Linked DNA regions of Gossypium hirsutum: region 2 is linked to region 1. Evidence: chromatin contacts called from public Hi-C data. All regions are on one chromosome and are shown on one strand. The core of a region is the stretch at or near the end of the contact, and the rest is flanking DNA. Distances in the headings are between cores, read along the strand shown. Region 1 holds the start of LOC107950738 (structure-specific endonuclease subunit slx1). Region 2 holds the start of LOC107950778 (E3 ubiquitin-protein ligase ATL4).

Region 1 (7,427 bases), core at 1,341-3,840:
CAATACTTTGAACTGCTTCCTGGGAGTTTTAAGTTGTTCACTGCAAACTAATTAATTAAATAGCAACTATATATATATATATATTATTTTACTCGAATGACTTAGGAACTATATATATTTTTTAATATAGGATACTTCGGAGTAGTTAATACATAAGCATGACAAGGTTACGGACTGCAATTAAACTATCACAAGAAAACAAAAAATTGAAAGACACCATCTTCCTTAATTACATAGAAACAATATCTATTACCAAAGATTGGTCACCTTGATTAATTGCTATCGGACATCTTTGACCACAAATTCTAGTAAACTAATTTGATACTACCAAAGTCTCATAATGCCCGAAACTAGTTTTGGTGTTGCTTATCTTTCTATATATCGTGTTGGAGTCTAATCTTCTTTAATAACAGTTGTCGAGAGATCTGATCGCTGGCTTGCCTTTTGATCGTTTTCATGCATGCACCATAATGCAATTAGAAATATAATTAATCCATAAAGAAAAAAACTTACTACATAATTACTCCATAATGAATTACTTACCAACTACCACTAATGACTTACTTATGTTTTCGAATTATTGACAGATTGGAGGTGATGTGATTAGGGGGTGGAAAAATAGTACATGATACCTATAATTTTTTTGATTGATTGATACGATCATATCATAGCATAACCTTTTCAGGTAAGGTTTCTTTTGCACTAGATTGCACAATGCATGAGATTTAAATTTGATGAATTATCAGCATTAGAAAAGCAATGAAATGATGAAATATAACAGTGAGCTCCATCCCTTTTAGCTTAGTAGATTCAATGAATTCAATAAAATCATAATATTGCATTAATATAACCACAGTTGAAGTTGAAAGAAGTATACTGTTTCAAGTCATGCATAGGTTTTTCCTTTCTCTTTTGTTTGAAAGCCTTTGGAGCTCATCAACCAGGACAAAACAAAAGCAGTCTCAGGGTTAGTGAAGGAAGACCAAATAATAAATAAATAAAAGGGAAGAGAAGCAAACAAGACAAGTAATGATAAGAAAGAATATATTACAGCACTAACCTTTTTTTAAAGGAATTTACCGAATCCCAGCTTTTTGACTTAGCAGCAGTAGATATTCACTCTAAAAACCCATAATTTCGTTTGTACTGACAATAATTTACTTTTATAAAAAAATGTGTATTACATAATCTTAACTTTTATGATATTTTTAGGACTTCATTGATATTATAACAATTGTTTAATTTTTGCGAAAAATCAATGAAGATATGCATGTGAAGTTTCATGATTTATATATGATGGCTTTCTAATTCTATATGATTTGATTATGGCATGGGTAAAGATAGGTAGATTCTAATGATGGGATGAGATGATATTCAGAATGATTGATCTCTTAATATCATATCTTGAAAACCATAAACCTTAACAAATACTTTTCCTTAATTAATTAGAATACATTATATATTAAATCAGTCCATCAAACTTAGGTGTCCCTGGAGAAAGATATTTCATGTTGTTTAATATTATTTCAACAGTTCATAAATTGTCGTTATAATTGTTGAAACTTTAGCATAAATGCATTTTAGTTCGCTCGAATTTATGCCTTCCCGTATTAATAATAATGTCAATATCAATTATGCTAAAATTCAATTGACAGTTAAATTTCAATTTGAACCCCAAATTTACTAAAAGTTTGTTAAACTTTTAGTATTATGTTCTAATATGAATCATAAACCAGTGGCTCTTTCTATTGTACATGCAAGATTAGTTGGACTAGCACTCACTTTTTTGTAGGTTATATATTTAAGTGGCTTTCTTGATTGCATCTACATCGGGTAAATTTGGTTAATTCAAATTCCAGCACTTATGTTATGTGTTGTATCTACGATAATATCATCTGTTTCGATGGAGGAGGGGGGTATGCCCCTTTCTATTTCTACATCTAGGACCTAACTTGTACCATTGATAATAATAGGAACTGAACCATTATGGCAAAGAAAAGTTTGATTCATAGGGAGAAGAGGCAAAAATTGGAACAAAAATTTCACTTAATTCTTCGGTCCTCAAAAAAAGAAATAAGAAAAGTTCCTTCATTGAGTGAGAAATGAAAAATTCATGGAAAATTACAATCCTCACCTTGAAATAGTGCACCCACACATCTTCATCGACGTTGCTTTTCGACTAGAAGACCGAGAGCTAACTATCGAGAGTTTGGACTATCCGGACGCATACTTCGTGAAATGGTTCACGCATGTTTGTTGCCGGGGGTAACAAGATCAAGTTGGTAAGAATTAAAATATTCCTTCCTTTTTTTTATTTATTTCTATGATCGATGAAAATAGATGGGCCCCTTTACCATTCCATATAAATAGGCTATTCTATTTGTCCATACATGGAAGAGGGGCGCATGCAATCTTTGTTTGTCCATTAGCTTAGTTTCTTTTCATCGCGAAATAGAGTAATTGATAGCTTGCAAGGCTCAAAACCTTGAGCTTGAGGTTATGGGTTCAAATCTCCTGATATTGCTTCTTGAATTAGGCAGGCTATGGTTAATTCATAATAAACTGTATATGGCCGAAACAATTAAAAATGGAATCCATTTTATCCATTTGGGCCTATGTTAAAACTAACTGAACCTGGAGTTTGATTGTAACTTCAGTAATGGGTTTGCCAGAAAAATCACAGCCCTTAATTCAAAATGAATTCCAGAAGGGCAAAATTTTACCGTTGAATTAAAATCCCAAAATACAACAACTCTTGGGATCGGATGATTAGTTGAGGTTGAGATGAGGCTGCTCACATCAACATTCCGATCTGTGAAACACCCAATTCCAATCCCAATCCCAGACCCTAAACCCAATATCGTAAAACCATCGTTGCCGTCAGAATCGAGTGCCGTTGCAAAATCGAAATCAGAACTAAAAGCCTGGTGCGTTTACCTAATTCTTTCCACCAATTCCCCCATTAAAACCTACGTTGGTGTCACCAACAATTTCTCTCGCCGGTACCATCCTCTTTCATATATCTTCTATTTGAAACTGAAATCCTTATTTGTGTCACTTGTTTTGGGTTTGATTGCTTGTTTTTGAGCAGTAATTGATAAATTTGTAGAAATTGCTTTAAATGTCTGCTTTGTGAATTTGGCTTCGTCTTCTTTTTTTTTTTCTTCTTTACACAAGAAAATGATTCAAAATAACTAAAAATATTGAGCTTTGATAATTGCAGTTTGAAGCAACATAATGGTGAACTTAGCGGTGGCGCAAAAGCATCTCGTGCTGGAAGGCCATGGGTCTGCGCCTGTGTAGTTCGGGGTTTCCATGACCAAAGTGAAGGTATTTTCACTTTCTTCTACATTCATGTATTTATTAGCATGAAATTTGCTAACATGATGGATGTGTTCAATTAGATTAAATACAAAATTTCTGCTATGAATATGATCTTAACATAGCTAAGCATACCTGTTGACGTTTCCTTATTTTATTTTAGCTTGTGAGTTTGAATTCAAATGGAAAATGGTCTCAAGAAAACTGCCTCGCAAAAAGAAGAATAAGGAAGCTGATGATTGCTCCCTAACGTTATTACAACACAGGCAAACAGCTTTGAACAAGGTTAAAGGTATGTTGGATTGCAGTCACTTAGAAGTTGAATGGCAAATGAGTACTTCCTAATTCATAATACCTCCAATTCTTGATAATTTTCATTGTCTTCAAAATATTGTACGAAGAGGTGTTCATCAAAAGATAGAAAATCATTGAATATGTAATACTAATTGTTATAAATGCTACAACCATTTGTAATAACTGGCCAAAGGGAAAGCCTTAAATCATTATTGATGATGATTTGAATAGTCCCATTTCTTGTTTTTCTTACTTTACCTTGATTCTGTGTAGATAACGTAACATTGTTTGATACAAAAAGCATGTTTTTTGAAGCAATATAGTCCATTCTGTACCGGTTCCTGTTGCACCGGTCGGTGTGCACCGTTCCAATAATAAATTGGAACAATTATTTCTCTTTTTTGTACTGGTGTAAATTCCAGTATGTACCGCACCAGCTTGTTCCAACCAATTTAGGTTGCACCGGCCGGGACATTGCATATTGGACGGTGCATGAAGAATGCTTAAAAATAGATAAAATTATTATTATTTAACCAACTTTAATATTTTTTATTAATCAAATTTAAAATTTAAACAAGGTAAAGGAGGAACTTTAAAATTGTAAGTAGAAAATTAATGAATAATAAAAAGTAAAGAATTTATATAACAGAAAAGAAAAAAGACAACTTCTAAATGCTTCACAAACACAACATTTTATATATGTTTTTGTTAAACTTTCATTTTATATATTTAGTGTAGAGTTTTTTAAATAATGTTATGGATGATTTGTTGTTTAATGAGTGAGATGGTTTTTTTTTTGTGAAGTTTATTGATGAGTATTTTATATAATTAATTAATATTTTTATATTTGAAATTATTTAATCAAATTCATTTGATATGTTAAATATTTTACATATTAAATATTTTTAAAAAATCGATAAATTTAAAACAGTACATCGAAACAGGCTGGTAATGATACGCATTGGTTCCAATAGAAAAATGGTGCGCAAATCGGACTGGTTCTGACTATCTTGATTTGAAGTAAAACTAGTTAGTATCATTGTCTTTTTATTTCTTTTTTCTTGTTGGAGCCATGAATCTCGCATAAGTTGTGTATTGAAGTTGATGTTATGATACAAATATTTGTATCATCTTAAACTTGTAAACTTGTAAGGTACTTTGTGTAGGTAAAATCGTGAGGTTCCTTTGTAAGCTGACATGAATTGTTAAATTTGGTATGGATGTGCCATTGAGAATAGTGGGTTCTGAGGAGAATGCATGATGATATGAACTACATTGGTTGTGTAGTAGAGTTAGTACAGACATACAAGTGTGTGACAGTATTTACAACTTATGTCTGTCTTTTTTCAGACAAAACAAACAGCAATGCCCGGTGCTGGCTGTGGTGCAAAGTTGGATTGACTGTTCTCAATTTAAGTCAATTAACTTAACATTGACAATTATTCTCTTAAATAAAAAGTGACTCAAAGCTTTTTTGGATGCAAAATTGCCCCTGCAGTTTTTCACTCTGTCAAGCTTCAATGTCACGACTTCAAAGTTTTGGTGTCGCAACATCCTTGACAGTGGTACACTAGTGGTAGTAGGGGTTCTTCGTTGTCACGGCATCCACTGGTCAATGTTGCTACTGTTGAAAAGTCAACAAAGGTAGGAAGCAACTTGTTAAAAAAGTGAAGCAAGTTGCACCGAATGTTGAAAAGTTGAATGGGATAATTGCAATTTTGGTCCCTAATTTTTTAGGCCATTTGCAAGTTAGTCCCTGAACTTCAACTATAAATAGGCCTTCTTATTTTTCATTTCAACTATCCCAACCAATCTTTCTCTCTTAGTTTTCTCTCTTCTCCCATTTGAGAATCTTAAGGAATTCTATTTGTTTGTAATATTTTGGAAATAGTAAAGTTATCATCTGGTGTTAGTGTCCGAGTACGTAGGTATAATTTATCGAACCTCGTTAAACTCTTGTGTTCTTTCTTGTCCTATTTTTTTTCAATATTTGAGAGTATAATAGTAGTATTTAATTGTGCTATTAAATTACTATAGAAGGGATATTCTGACTAAGGAAAAACTTGGTATTTAAGAGATCCTTGTGATCCACCTCTCTTCCTTGGGAATTGAACTTTATGTGATTTTTTAGTACAATAATTTACACGCTTCCGACCCTATTGAAATAACAGCTACATCATTGGTGTTGGTCACAATTTCTTCACTTCGATACCTTTAGGGATCTCACAACCTCGGAGGCTTAGTGTCGCAACATCATACCCTCAATGTCGCTACTCTCTTGACAGTCGGCTTTAGGTTGATTTCTCATTGCAATTTTGCCCCCTAGAAGCAAAGGGACTCGATGTCGCGATTTTTATAGCATCAATGTCGTGATACCTACCTTTGCCACTCAAAAATTTTGTTAGGTTCCTTATAACACCATTTTTCCAATTTGGGTCTCAAAATGAGTAAAACTAAGTAAAAACGTTTATTAATAGTAAAAAGTAAAAAATAGTAAAAATATAGAAATGACACCTAAATTGCTTGAGAATAAGCTATTAGAGTGTTTTGGAGAGCTTAATTTGACATATCAAATTACGATAGATCCTAAGGCAAACAAAATGTTCTTCCAAGAGTTTGGTAACAAGGTCATTGCCTAATCTTCTGAATGGATAGGCGGGGGAAGGCTGAGTAGAGCAAGGTAGGCTCTCAATAGGAGCTCATGACCAATGCTAGCAATATCTTAGAGACAGGAAAGGAGGAGTTGTCCACACAAGTTGCGAGGTATGAGAAGCGGTTGGACAAACTAAGGAACATTTATGAAAGGGATGTGAAAAATAAAAATAAGAAGATTGAGGACTTCAAACAACAAGTGGCTAAATTGTATAAAAAATTAAGTGACGAGGTGGATAAGGTGAACCCCCCGGTCGTGGAGAGTGCCTATCTCACCATACATGTGGCCTGGAGTTTGGGATGTGCAACTGCTTGGAGTCGTACAAAAAAAGTACTTTTATCATTTCAGTACCATCCACTCTCAAGTCCCTAATCCCGAGGCTTGTATGGAGTTTCTACAAGTTGATGGGGCTAGGAGATGTAATGTGAGTCTACTGCCCACCTTGATGCAAGCAAGACTAATGCGGCCCAATATTTCACCTTTTTTTTGTGTTTATGCTTTTGCTATTTTTTGTAACTTTTCTTTTTAATGACATATCCCAATTTTTCTTCTGACCATGGTTTTTTCTATTTTAAGGTATTAAGTTTTGCATATTCAAAAAAATTCAAGATATGTAGTTTTCTAGATTTAATAGTTATGATCCTTAAGAAATTAAAGAGTCGTAAGGGGCCAATTGCCTAAAACATATGTAACATTGGTGATCAAACGCTTTGAAAAGCTTATGTCTATGGAAGGCAAAGTCTTCTGAGAAGTTCGCAACCTAGGTGATCGAAGGCTTTAAGAAGTGTTGAGCCTATAAAATTTGAGGTCTTTTAAGTCTTTTAAGAATTGTTGAGCCTATAAAAGGTGAGGTACATTGCACAATATTTACTCTTACCAAACTTTTGGAAGATATCAGTAATTATCTGCAATATATTAATTAATATTTTATTTACATATGTCTAAAAAGGTTAAATAACGTTCGACCACTCACTGTGAACGCCTATTAGTGAAGAATGTTGCTAATTCCACTATGACAAGGGTTTTATTTTATATGCACATATATAGTTCCCATGGTGGAGACAATACTACATGGAGCTATCATTTAGCTTGCATAATATCGTCTCTATGCTCAAGACTCACATAAGGAGATCACAACAACTAGCGAAAATACTCAGGT
Region 2 (7,427 bases), core at 3,517-6,016, 140 kb before region 1:
ATAATAGCCCATAAGCAGAGAACTGAAATTTGCAAATGAAAGCCCATATGCATATATAAAGTGGACGGTTGCGTTGCAGCCTCCTGCCATTAGGGTTTTTGTGCTGTGTCTTTGCAGAGTATCGGGTAGTCCTTTCAATCCTCAGCCATGGCGGAACAGGTCCACATTCCTCTTTCGCTGCCTTTTATCTGTCTCATTTTTATGTTTTGAAACTGCTTTGATCTTTCTTTTTATTGTATATTAGACGGAGAAAGCATTTCTCAAACAACCCAAGGTGTTTTTAAGGTGAACTAGCTTCTTCCATTGTTATATATGTTTTACTTTGTTGCTAATTCATCTTACTCAGACCTTCTAATACCTCTATCAGCTCTAAAAAAAATGGGAAAGGAAAGAGACCTGGAAAGGGCGGGAATCGCTTCTGGAAAAGCATTGGGTTAGGCTTTAAGACACCCAGAGAGGCCATTGAAGGTTTGCTTTGCTTTGCTCTTCCTTATCATTACTATTTTGCCTGCATATTGTTATTTGATTTGGCAATTAGAATATATTCTTCTTAGCCATGCTTCCTTGTGTTCACCACTGAATATGTGTAATGGGAAGTACTTGTTCTCTGCTATATTTTTTATTGTTAAACTAGATAATCTAACTATGTTGTTCTTTTCGGAGATTTCGGGACAACATTCATCACCATTTTACTCTGTTTTCTGCTTGGAACTGTTTTAGGGCATTGATATAGTAAGTTTATTGCACTTCATGTTAGATGCTTTCTTTTGGGGTTTTGTCTGACCGATGTGATTACACTGTGGAGGCCATGTTTTTGGCTAACATGTTTCTGTGATCTTACCTTTACTCAAAACAGTTCATGTCATAGAACCATGGGGCATCCATAATTTTTATGGATGTCTAGCCATTTGTAGATTCATTTTCATCGTACTATTTCATGTCTGCTTCCCCTCACCCTTTCTACAATTGCATTTGTTGACACTTACATTGGATTTCAATGTTGTCCAGGAACATATATTGATAAGAAATGCCCATTTACTGGCACTGTTTCTATTAGAGGCCGTATCCTTGCCGGTACTTGCCATAGTGCAAAAATGGTAAGGACTATTATCGTCCGAAGGAACTACCTTCACTACATCAAGAAATACCAAAGGCAAGATGCCTTTTTTTTTTAATATTTCCATTGATTTGCTAGATATTTTAGTTTTTACAAAAGAATGTTATCCACATATATGAAAAGCCCTCATTGATGTCATTCAATATGGTATCACAATTGTTTCAGATACGAGAAAAGGCACAGCAATATCCCAGCTCATATATCCCCCTGCTTTCGTGTTAAAGAAGGAGATCATGTTATAATCGGGCAATGCAGGTTTGTTGTTTGATTGCATTTTATCCTTTACATATTTACTGCCACAATTGTTCCCCGATCTCAACTTATGAAACAACTTTGTTGCAGGCCTTTGTCGAAGACGGTGAGGTTCAATGTGCTAAAGGTCATTCCGGCGGGGTCTTCCGGTGGTGGGAAGAAAGCTTTTACAGCCATGTGAGAGGTTAGCTTTTGAAATGGCAAAAATTGTAGTGTTGAGGTGTGTGTTTCACTGTATGAACTTTGGTTGGTTTTTGGTTTAATTGTTTTATTTTGATGGAAACCATAGTTTTGTTGTTTTTGAAATCTCCCATTGTTACAATTTAGAGGATCTATTTATGTTGCTGGGTTTTGGATTGTTGGTATTCCATATGATGCCTGTCTTCTCCTTTTGTTGGAAAAAGAGAATCTTTGCCAAGAATTTTTAATTAAAGACCATAATCATATAATATAAATTATAAATATATTTTAATTAATTGAACTGAATGAAATAATCAGCAAAATCAAACTGAAATCTCGGTTGCATAGTGCTTATGATTATACCAAGGTCTCATATTTACAAAAAATGTTAACTGCAGGATGAATAGAGGATGATTAAACCATAAGTAATAAGTATATAAAAGCTCATCGTCCTTTAATAGCAGAAATCCAATCCAAATGGTGAAAAGTGGGAGAATGTAGGAATTAAAGCAATGGGCCTCAACCCCCCTACTAAACCTACCTCTTTACGCTTTCTCCAACCCTCGTTTTTTTCATTTAAAATGACTAGCCTAATTTCTCAGGCGGAATACCTCCTGTGGAAGATGGTGAAATGAGCATATATTATATTATGGGATTCTATATTAAGCTAGCTTGCTGGGATTTGCCCCACCTTTTAAACTAATCCATTATGTCGATGCTGCTCACAAGTCAGAAGCCTAAAAGGATGGCTTATTTTTCACTGTTATGCTTATTTTTCTATCTTATCTAGATTGCTTGACTTGGACTCATGAGTGGATTAGATTATCTAGTATCTAACTACACCCCTTCAAACGCTAACACATGTAAAAGTAAACGTTTTTAGTCATTACCCATTAATTCAAAAACAATTGACTGACTTATTTAGGTAACGTGAACTAAGTTGAGCGATGAAGGATTTGTGTTTAAGTTTATCGTTGACATTGATTCTGGATTCAATCTTTAGACAATTGTTGGGAGTTTTGTCTCCGAGAGCCCTTAATCCATGAAGATATAGAGACAAGAGAGGTGTTAGTATAATGGATAGCATTAATTATCAAATTGAGTGGGGAGCATTATAAATCATTTCCATCAATTGAGATGTTCTCCCTCCATTAGCCCTACGAGAATAATACCTACAATTATTAAAAATTTCTCCCGATAAAGTTTACTTAATAAGAAGGAAGGAATTATAGTTATTTCATTGAGATAGTAAACTTAATGAGGTTGGAAAAGTCATATAAAACGACAAGGAGAACCAAACAATACTGTAATTATCAGGTATTTATGTATTATAAAAAATGACAAGAATTAATAAATGTAAGAAATGGACTCCTTACTTTAGAGGTGTGATTCCACAACCAGAAATTTCCTGGTTTTCTCGGATTGCCTAAAATATTACCAACTTTTACAAAGTATATACAATTACATCGAATCAAAGCGTGAGTGATTGAAATTCACATCCTTTTTCTTGACATTTCTTTCTTGAGTCTCCAAATTATAATATCATATTCAGAGATAATTGTCCCCTCTACTTGATTGTTTTGTTTGGTCCAATGTCTGAATCAACCCACAAATAAATTTGACATTTCATACTATAACCCAAATATATTGGAAAGTATTCAGGACCTTAACAATGTACAATCTTACATCCTGTCTCTAGTGGATTCATATTGAATTTCGATTAAATTTAAAATTGATTTGAATAAACTCTTAAAACCTGAAATTTTATTCGTATTAAAATTAAAAGAAAAGAGGTGTAAATCAACAGAAAAGGGACCAAACAATAAGGATTCCAGGGAGACATTCCATGAGTGCAAAGGAAGCAAAGTAGGGAAAGAATGAGAAGGTTAAAATGAGTTGAAGCTTTTCCGTTTTTAAAACTTTCAACATTGGTGGTCAAATATTAACCATCAAAGCTTTAAATGGGATAGGTTAATATTCTGACGAATTAAAATACAGGGTGTTTTGCTGTCCTAACCTATATATAAAAACATCATTCTTGTTCAATTCCCCCGCTGTTCTTTCTTGTCGTAATTTCCCTTCTTTTACAAAAACAACTGAACAAAAACACCAACTATATATGAATTTATCTACTCTTTCCTTATCTTGACTCTGGGCCTAACCTTTCTGACTCGTCAACTACAAGGTTTTTTTTTAAAAAAATTGCATGGAATTTACTTTGGCTTTTCCTTATTATTTCCTTTCACCTTAATAAAAAAAAAAAAACTAAAAAAGCATTGAAACTTGACTTTGCTCCACATTACGAGATGAAGCAGTAAAGAAAAAAAAAGGGAAATTTAAATTGGTTTATCTAACAAGATCAATTAGTAGATTGTAGAACATGCCAAACCATGAACACACTGTTGTTTACCATTTTGTGTGTGTGTGTGTACACATATCATTAGCCAAAACTGGTTGTTACTTGTTAGATTAAAACCCCCGGCCTCCGGTCCTGTATGTGTAGGTGAACTAAAATCAGCTCTCTCTCTCTCTCTATATATCTTGGTTAGACTTTTTAATATTAGTAGGTAATAATTTAGACCATATCTTAAAACCATTCACACCAACATTTATTTTATCTTTTTTCTCACATTCATGATCAAAACACCTTGCTCCACTGCAACCTAAGACTATGTGTATATACTTTTTATTTATTTCGTTTATAATAATGTTATGGAATAACGGCTTGCTAGTCTAGCTATGAAGCTATCTATTATTCCTCTAATTCTTTTGTGCTCTGTCTACTTTAGATCAATGCAACCCTTTTTCTCTTTTTTCGAAGGAAGATCAATACAATACTTAATTCCCATCATCAAAGTCAATTAATTAAATAATATATAATTAAATTAAATTAACCGCTGATCAAGAATGATCAGATCATAAATCCTCGTATTATTAGATAAACATATTATATAGACAGAATATATCATATGAAACTATAATTCTACATTCAAACCGTAATTTATTATTTTTCTATTTTAAAAAAAATAAAAAAATATAAAATTATAATTTCGTACAATTCTGAGATAATTTTCTCGCACATTTTTACTGCATTCCAACACACAACGAAACAAGAGGAGTTAACGAAAATTGTGTAGTAAATGAAAGTGAGTAGGACCAGGTCCGGGTGTAGTACTACTTACAAATTGAATGGGCCAGCTGTTTGTTCGTTGAAGCGTCTTTAATTTGTTAAGTTGCCTCTGGTAGGCGTCTTTAAAATCTGCGACACCCCATTTACTTCCCCTCCTTCCTCCTTTCCATCATTTTTTTTTTGGACAGTTTATTCTAATTAAATGCTACCTCTCTTTCTCTCTTTCCCTCTCCTCACTTCTCTGCATTTCATTTGCATCCAAAATTGAACCAACAACGCCAATCTCTCCTTCCTTTACCCCCCCCAAATACAGTTCTGTTCCTTACACGTCATCCTCCTCCACTTGTGATACAGTAAGGACCAAGAACCCATCAATGGCGTCGCCGCCACCTTTGTTATACGGAGTTATTGGAGGAACTGTGGCCTCTTCGGAAAATAATAGCAGTGAAAGCTCCCGTTCTTCTTCTTCTTCAATTGAGAGTGCAAAGCCTAGTATTATAATAATCATTTTGATCCTTTCTATAACCTTGCTTGTTTCTGTTTCTCTTTGTCTCCTCTTGCGTCATGTCAACCGCCGTTGCTTGCGTCACCTCTCTCGTTCCTCTACCTCCACTATTATCGCCTCCACTGCCAGCCACCGTGTCAGTCCCGAACAATCGCCGACGGCTTTGTTGCTTGATTCTCTTCCTCTTTTTACTTTCTCTTCCATTACTCGCCGCCGCTCCAACGGTGATTCAACGGTTCTCGGAGATTGTGCCGTTTGTTTGTCGAAATTTGAACAGCAGGATCAGCTCAGGCTTCTCCCTCTCTGTTGTCACGCATTTCACGCCCAGTGCATTGATACTTGGCTTACTTCAAATCAGACTTGTCCTCTATGCCGCTCTCCTCTCTTCGCTTCCGAGCCCGATCTCATGAAGTCATTGCTTCAGTCTTCTAACGCAGCCACACCGATCGGAAGTGGCGGAAGCGATAGTTTCCGGCTCGAGATCGGTTCTGTAAGTCTCCGGCAACCAGGCTCCGAATCAGGTGAGCAAAGAAGGTCGTATTCCATTGGCTCTTTTGATTATATCGTCGAGGAAGAATCAGAGGTGACTAGGAATCAAACTCATCAGAGAAACGTTTCCGATAAAGAAGAGGTGGTCGGAGGAGCTGAGGAAGCTTCGGAAGGGAGCCTAGCCGGCGAGGTTGCCACCGGAAGGAGTTGGCTTAAGGAATACGTGGATAGGCTCTCTTCTTCGCTATCGTCTCGTGCGATGTCATTTCGTAGCTCAGGTAGACTCTTCACCGGGAGCAGTCGACGAAGCGATATCGCCGGCGTTATCACCGCAGATTACGACGTGGAGGCCAATCGCATCGGCGAGGAGATCAGCGAAATGTTTCGTTGGTTCTCAGGGGTATGAATGGTAAAAAAAACGAGGTCGTATGGACATGTCCGCGCCGTTTTCTTCATTTTTCTTTTTTGATAAGTTGACTCAAATATTTTGCTCATTCCACTCCGTTCCCGACGGATCGAAAAATCGCAACACAACAGAGAGAGCAATAAAAGTTCAGAAATGGAGTGGAGATAGCAAAATTTTTTAGTCCAGGTGATTTTCTTTTTTACTAATTTATCGGCTGTAGATAAAAAAAAGGCATTTACATTTTAGATTTTTAAGTAGTTTAGTGCGTTAAATTTGGTTCAATGATCCAATGGAAAAATCTAACGGTATTAAAAAAAAAAAGTATAAAATTATCTGAGTTTAGATAGACTATATGTTTAATTGTGTTATTGTAAAAATAACAATAACGATGATGTTAAATACTATAACATATAATAAAAAATAAATTAAATGCACTACAGTGAACCTAATCACTTATCCAAATTTACTCTATATATAATTTTTTAAAAATGTGGTATTAATAGATTTGGTGTGGATGCAAAGTGGTAATTTGGTTTAATAAAAAAAAAAGAGTTAGATTTGATAGTAGTAAAAACAAAGGTGTAGTGCAATAAGTGGCAGGTACCAAACAAGGACGTCTTGGTTTTCGGTTAAATTAATATCTATTTCCTACCAAACCTAATAAAACGGTTTGGTTCATGGGTACAGGTAGATGGGCCGGATCTACAACCTTTTTTTCCCTTTCTGAGAAAATCATTGGGATAGATAGTTTAGTTTAGGAAGCATTCTTCTTTTACTTTAATTATAAATATTCTCCTTTTCTTTTATTTTAGAGTGTTTGTTTTATATTTACACATTAGTTGCTTGCATTCTATATAACTTTTACCTCTTTCCAATTTACAACTTTTTTTATGGGATTATTGGTTAAACTGAGGATTCGTTTAATGTTGTTTTTTAAAAGTGATTTTAGAGTAAAAAGTGCTTTTAAAGCGATAATTAATACTAAACAGATAACTTTTAAAGTGAAGTGTCCAAAAAACAAAAGTTTTTTTTTTTTGACAAAAACACTTTTAGGAACAAATGACAATTTTAACCCTTATAAAGTATTTTATATAATATTAATATTGAGTATGTAATTACTTTTCTATTAAAATTTATTTTAATTATATAATATTATATATTTAAATTTTTATTGATTATATTTTAATATTTAAATCTTAGTTTATATATTCGAATTAATTTTTATAAATAATTAATATTAATTGTTTAAAAATATTTAAAATTTATAGTTCATCTATTAAAATATTAATAATAATTTTTTTTATATTCTTACTAAAATATCATAATATTAACTAATTTAAACATTATT

The links. A called contact is a pair of places that touch in the nucleus more often than the background predicts.
Region 2: a contact with region 1 is called in a Hi-C map of leaf, with 3 times the contacts expected there. The contact joins the promoter of LOC107950778 here to the promoter of LOC107950738 in region 1. A contact is called at or near these places in 10 of 34 Hi-C or Micro-C datasets (anther, fibers, hypocotyl and 2 more).

The regions. Positions count from the first base shown.
Region 1 is chrA08:8,533,399-8,540,825 of Gossypium_hirsutum_v2.1, reverse strand. LOC107950738 (structure-specific endonuclease subunit slx1) reads left to right here and starts at 2,590. Exons shown (of 3, transcript XM_016885686.2): 1 at 2,590-3,002; 2 at 3,224-3,330; 3 at 3,485-3,845. The coding sequence starts at 2,785. The coding sequence ends at 3,666.
Region 2 is chrA08:8,670,936-8,678,362 of Gossypium_hirsutum_v2.1, reverse strand. It overlaps LOC107950778 (E3 ubiquitin-protein ligase ATL4), which reads left to right and starts at 4,766. Exons shown (of 1, transcript XM_041075800.1): 1 at 4,766-6,425. The coding sequence starts at 5,054. The coding sequence ends at 6,079. LOC107950790 (40S ribosomal protein S11) reads left to right here and starts at 54. Exons shown (of 6, transcript XM_016885751.2): 1 at 54-159; 2 at 245-285; 3 at 368-468; 4 at 1,009-1,153; 5 at 1,283-1,372; 6 at 1,460-1,734. The coding sequence starts at 148. The coding sequence ends at 1,550.